Regions from separate parts of the Sus scrofa genome. Here region 1 is linked to region 2. A link is a contact called in public Hi-C data. All regions are on one chromosome and are shown on one strand. The core of a region is the stretch at or near the end of the contact, and the rest is flanking DNA. Distances in the headings are between cores, read along the strand shown. Region 1 holds the start of CRIM1 (cysteine-rich motor neuron 1 protein). Region 2 overlaps CRIM1 (cysteine-rich motor neuron 1 protein).

Evidence for each region. Hi-C and Micro-C count contacts between places; a contact is called where the count stands out from the background.
Region 1: a contact with region 2 is called in a Hi-C map of omental adipose tissue, with 1.9 times the contacts expected there. The contact joins the promoter of CRIM1 here to the enhancer-like site in region 2. A contact is called at or near these places in 2 of 5 promoter capture datasets (fetal skeletal muscle and liver), 14 of 47 Hi-C or Micro-C datasets (alveolar macrophages, embryonic fibroblasts, fetal heart ventricle and 8 more) and 1 of 2 datasets of contacts at active chromatin or transcription factors (skeletal muscle).

Annotation. Positions count from the first base shown.
Region 1 is chr3:103,814,025-103,816,724 of Sscrofa11.1, reverse strand. CRIM1 (cysteine-rich motor neuron 1 protein) reads left to right here and starts at 1,269. Exons shown (of 16, transcript XM_021087639.1): 1 at 1,269-1,680. The coding sequence starts at 1,368.
Region 2 is chr3:103,710,058-103,712,757 of Sscrofa11.1, reverse strand. The region is part of intron 4 of CRIM1 (cysteine-rich motor neuron 1 protein); the gene reads left to right. Among named protein-coding and RNA genes, the nearest start is that of CRIM1, 100 kb to the left of the region's middle. Within about 2 kb of position 1,252, at least 6 of the 83 cell types and tissues checked have an H3K27ac peak or open chromatin away from gene starts, as enhancers often do. A contact at or near this core is called in omental adipose tissue, where this site is marked.

The DNA.
Region 1 (2,700 bases), core at 20-2,519, 100 kb before region 2:
CTCCACTTTCCACTCGCCCCCTCCGATAATGTAGTACCTCGGCACAGACGGCAGAGCGACGAAACAGACAAGATGTAGGCAGTTAAAATGCAACTCAAGCTACGGAGGCCCCCAACAGTCGTCCCCCCGCCCCGGAATATTTACCTAGACGATTTAAAGCACTTAATTAATTCACCAGCAGCTTCGCTGGAGGCGTCTCGAGCTTCCCGAGACTCCATTACATAAGATCTTTTACAAAGTCTATTCCCAGCTCCAGTGGAAGATGGATTCTCGTCCAGTTTTGCGGAGGTTCCATGCATTTGCTTCCCTTTCCCGGGGTTCGATCCGGCGGGTACTCCAGCCAAGGGCTGCAGCAATTCTCCCCCACCCCGCCCCGAGCTCCGGGGTCCCCAGCCATTCTCGGAACTCAAAGCCGGCACCGGAGGTGCAGCCGTCTCGCCCTCAGGACTCCCAGGCCAGCCACGGTGGACCTGGGGCCGGCGGGCGCTCGGGACGCCGCGACTCTGGTAGCTCGCCGGATGCGCCTCGCTCCCCGAGCCGCAGCGAGCGGGCGACGCCAGAACGGGCGAGGCGCGCGAAGACCCCGCTGCAGGGCCGGCTCGGTGCGCCGGGCTCCGGAGGCACAGGAGGAGCGTGGGGGGGGTGGGGGGAGGCGTGCGAGGGAGGAAGGGCCCGGCCGCCGGGTAGGGAGGGCGGAGGAGGGGGAGGGAGCCGGCCGGGCCGGGAGGGGTGGGGGGCAGCCAATGAGCGGCGCGCGGCGCGGGCTGGGGGATGAGGTAGGATGGGGGAGGGCGCAGCCGGAGCGGCAGAGGCTCGAGCCATAAACAAGCGCCCGGAGGAGCGGCGCAGGAGTGAGGCGAACCAGGCGCGCGGAGCGGACGCCGCGGACCTTCTGCTGCGCCACCGCGCCCACTCGGCTGCTCGGGAGGCGGGGACCGGCCCGGAGGCTGCGCCGCCACCGCAACCGCCACTGCCGCGGGGCCGGCCGACGCGGAGGAGGAGAGGGAGGAGGCGCCGCCAGCCGGAGCTGGAGCCGGGCGCAGCCGCTGCCGCCGCCGCCAGAAGTTTGGGTTGAACCGGAGCTGCCGGGAGGAAACTTTTTTTCTTTTTTCCCCCTCCCTCCCGGGAGGAGGAGGAAGAGGGGAGGCCCCCGCTGGCGCCAACGCTAGTGGGCTCGGGGTCGGCGCGGCCCGCAGAGGGGGCGGGGGCCTCGCCCCGCCAGGGGAGGCGCGCCCCGGGGGCCCCGAGGGGGGCGGCGAGGACCGCGGGCTGCGGGTGCGGCGGCGGCGGCGCGTGTGCCCCGCACAGGGGAGGGCGCCCGCCCCGCTCCCGGCCCGACTGCGAGGAGGAGGCGGCGGCGCAGGAGGATGTACTTGGTGGCGGGGGGCAGGGGGCTGGCCGGCTCGCTGCTGGGGCTCTTGCTGCTGCTGGCGCGCTCTGGCACCCGGGCGCTGGTCTGCCTGCCCTGCGACGAGTCCAAGTGCGAAGAGCCCAGGAGCTGCCCCGGGAGCATCGTGCAGGGCGTCTGCGGCTGCTGCTACATGTGCGCCCGCCAGAGGAACGAGAGCTGCGGCGGCGCCTACGGGCTCCACGGAGCCTGCGACCGGGGGCTGCGCTGTGTCATCCGCCCCCCGCTCAATGGCGACTCCATCACCGAGTACGAAGTGGGCGTCTGCGAAGGTACGGCCGCCCGCCGCGTGCCCCCTCCCACCTGGCCCGCGCCGCCCCCTCTGCGCTGGCTGCGCGGAACAAAGTTTGGCTGAGACTTTCCCGAGGAGAGAGGGCTCCGCGGGAGGAGGGATGCCCCCGCCCCCGGCAGAGAGCCCCGCGTCCCTGGGTTCCCGCTCGCTGTTCCCCCTGATGCCTGGCAGGCCGCGGTTGAGGTTGGATTTCGTGGGTGGAGGCTAGAGAGAGGGGAGTCGCCCCCGGCCGCGTACAGAAGCTCACACGTGTGGCCTATCGGGCTGCGGCTGGGTGGGGTGTCCCGGCTGTGCTCCCCGACGTGGGGGCGCCACGGGCAGGGGGCACTGCAGAGGCTGTCGCGAGCCCCTCGGGGAGTCCAGCCCCTGCCGCCCTCCCCGCACTAGCGCAGTGTGGAACCAAGTGCTTCACCGTGTCCGCAAAAGTCCATTTTCTGCTGGCGGAGACGTGTCTCCAGCTCACACTCCCTGTGTGACTCTTTTATTATTTTTTCCTTGCTCTTTTCCGTCACCCCCTTCCTCCTCCTGCGCATATAAATCAATTTCAGCTCCGGAATATGTCAGCCCAAGGGAAGTTACATACGGTGGTTACTCATTTATTTGCCTATTGAAAATGGTCAGAGGCTTTCTCTCCTGAATGAAGGGGCGGAGAGCGGGGGGCTTGGACCTAGGGGTGAAAAGTTGTTTCTATTAGAGGCTGCTTTTTAAGATCAGATATCCACGTGTTTCTAATCGTGTTGCCAGTTACTTCTATTTGTGTGTTTAATGGCGAGGATTGTTCTGCTGGTTTTTCCACTAAGTATTGTGCACCGCGGTGTCTGATGGAGGGAGAGTGATTAGATTCGTGGAGCCTTCCTCCGTGGGAGAAGCACTGTTGGGGGTGTAAACCTTAAGCCCTGGCCACCAGCCTCGGGGGGCCTGGTCCGATTTAGGGGTCTTAAGAGAAACACTGAGTTCTTTTTATTTGGTTACTGGGAGGACTCAAGGAGCATCAGTTAAA
Region 2 (2,700 bases), core at 3-2,502:
AGAGAGGAAAGCAGTGGCACGGGGCTAGCCTGTGGTCAGCTTGGAGAACATCAGCCTTCCTTCCAGCCCAGGTGAAGCGTCTGTGAGAGATTCATGGTTTCAGTGTAAGGAAATCGCATTTTCTGGAGAGCCAGGTAAGGGTTAGAACAGATCTGAGCAGCAACCCCTGGGATGATGAGCAGGCAGACGCTGGGCGCTGAGCGAGGAAAGGGTGGGCGTGGCAGGATGGGTCCCTGGGAAGCAGAGTGGTTCTCTGTGGGATGTGCATTCCTTTCAGGACAGGAGACCAGAGGGCCCTGCACTTTGCCCTGATGACCAGGATGAGAGGCCTGGGAGCTCACAGGGATCCAATAGATGCATGCTCACAGTCAGCTGTTTCAGCGCCCACTCGGGCCACAGGCGGCCTGCATGAGCATTAGGAGGATTTGTCCAGATTTTAAAATAGGTTCAGTCCTGATGTCGTTGGTGTTTGTTTTTCACGTACTCCCGGGAAGAGACAAAATAGCCTATGTCCCATTGTGTGCTGGCTTGTGATGGTATAAACCCGACACCTCCCTAAACTGTACTTCCTACACGGAGGGCCTGGACCCCTGTTACCCAGCCCCACCCAGCTGAGTACCTGCTGCACACACACACTCAGCAGAGGGTTATGGGATCACTGCCTGGGGACCACAGGCCAACGCCATGGTTCCAAAGCATCCTGAAATGTGTTGCTGGTATTGCTCTGTTAAAACATACTCTCCCCACCAGACCCTCTCCTCCTCCTTCCTGTGCCCAGTGCTGCTGCCCCCCACCCCGCCGCCCCCACTGCTGTCCTGCCTTTCCTGCCCAGTCTCCATGGGACACTCGCTCCTGTTCTCTACACCATCCTGCCCACCATGGAACAGGTGCCAGTGTCTTCCCCCCAGACCTGGGGAAGTGAAGGCACAGAGCTTCCTGTCCTGGGATGGGGTTGGTATCAGGTTAGGGCTCAATGAGAGCCTGTCGGATCCAGTTCTCCATTGACAGGGCAGGGCCCTGGGGTACCTTTCACCTATGTTCTGTGCCCTGGTTTCCCTGCTTCCAGGAGGGAGTCTTGGGGACATCACCAGCTCACTGCTCTAAGCAGCCGAGTGGGGGAGATACCCTGCATCAAGTGCCCTGGCCTCCTGACCTCACCTGCTCACTGTAGGGCATCCTTTGGAAGGTCATCTGTAGATCTTGTGGGAGCCCAGAGCTCCTCTGGTCCTGTGATTTACACCACCTTTCTCTCAAACTGTGCACCTAAAGATACGTTTCCTGAGCCACAGGCCAGCCTTGAGGCTCCAGCCGTAATCATCCGGCCCTTGAGAAAGCTGGGCGGAGCGGAGCAGTAAGGACTGCGTCATTAAGGGCTTACAGTGGCCTTTATGAGTTTTACTGATACCGAGTAGTCGAAAGGGCAGAGGAACCTTCTCCCTCCCCACCCTCTGTTGATTCTGTCCCTGTACTGAAGCGTATCCTTTAGCGGCTCCCCTCAAAAGGCAAAGCATGACCGCCACCAAAAACAAAGTGATTTTACTGTTGCCTCTGAAAAGAAAGTGGAAAAGTGCAAGTTTCTGGCTTTCTGGGTGAAAAGAGGTGTTGAGAGGCTTCTGGAAGGGTGCCTGTGATCCTCAGAGCTTGGCCGGGTGCTTGCTGCTGCAGCTAAGGTGTGTTTGACCACTGGGTGGTGGAAATGCAAGAGGTTATTGAATAGCGAGCTTGAGAAAGGTGAAGGATGGAAGGTTTGTATCTTGGTGAGTAGAAAATCTTAGGGCAAGGTGGGAAAAACATGGTCATCCTGAGAAGCTTCCATAGGCAGGAGAGCAGTTTTCCATCAGGATAGTTGGACCCTCAGGTGGGAAGCCATTTCTTTTTGGATGTTTTATTTGCAGTCTTTTTTATTTTTCCTCGAATGTATACATTCCTAGAAAGAGATCAGAAATTTAATCAGTAGAAAGATAGTACATCAGATTTAATTAAAATTGAAACTACTTTTTATAGAATAGAATATGTTTTATGTGTCATTATAACTTCCACTGCTGACAGTTATTTCATTATTACACTGTGGAACCCTAGTAGTACACATGCTTTGCCCTTTTAATTAGTTCCACATTTATTCCGGCTTCCCGTCTAGAGGGAGCACTCCCTCCCACCTCAGTCTAGTAGTTTTTGATTTACCGACAGTGATTCTCCCCTTTTGAAGGGCTCAGTGCTCAGGTTGGATGTGGAATAAATCCAGGGAGACATGTTTGCAGGGGCCTCACTGCATTGTTTTCCCTCCAAGTTAGGGCTGGGGATAAAGATCTGCCCGGGGAAGGTGAGGAGCCTGATATTTTGCTGCTTTGGTGCATCGTGGCGGGTGTGGCAAAGAGGGCTCCTCTCCCCGAGTGTATCTTCTGACACCCTATAATTTAGCATCCTTTATAGTTTCTCCGGTCGTTCTGGTGAAACAAACCATTGATTCTTCAACTTAGTTATGAAGATCTGCCTGGTGATATGGAGATGCTAGTGTTGGGTATATTATTTCTTCTACATTCACCTACAAAAGAAAAGGAGAGAGACAAGGCTCGCCTTGAGCTGGCCCTGAAGGTTGAGGTGCTTGGTGAGGAGGAGGCGAGTGTGGGAGGGCGGGGATGTGATGTGCTGTGAGGACAGGGTGCAGACGAAGAGCATCCTGAGGAAGGGCTGAGCTGGGAT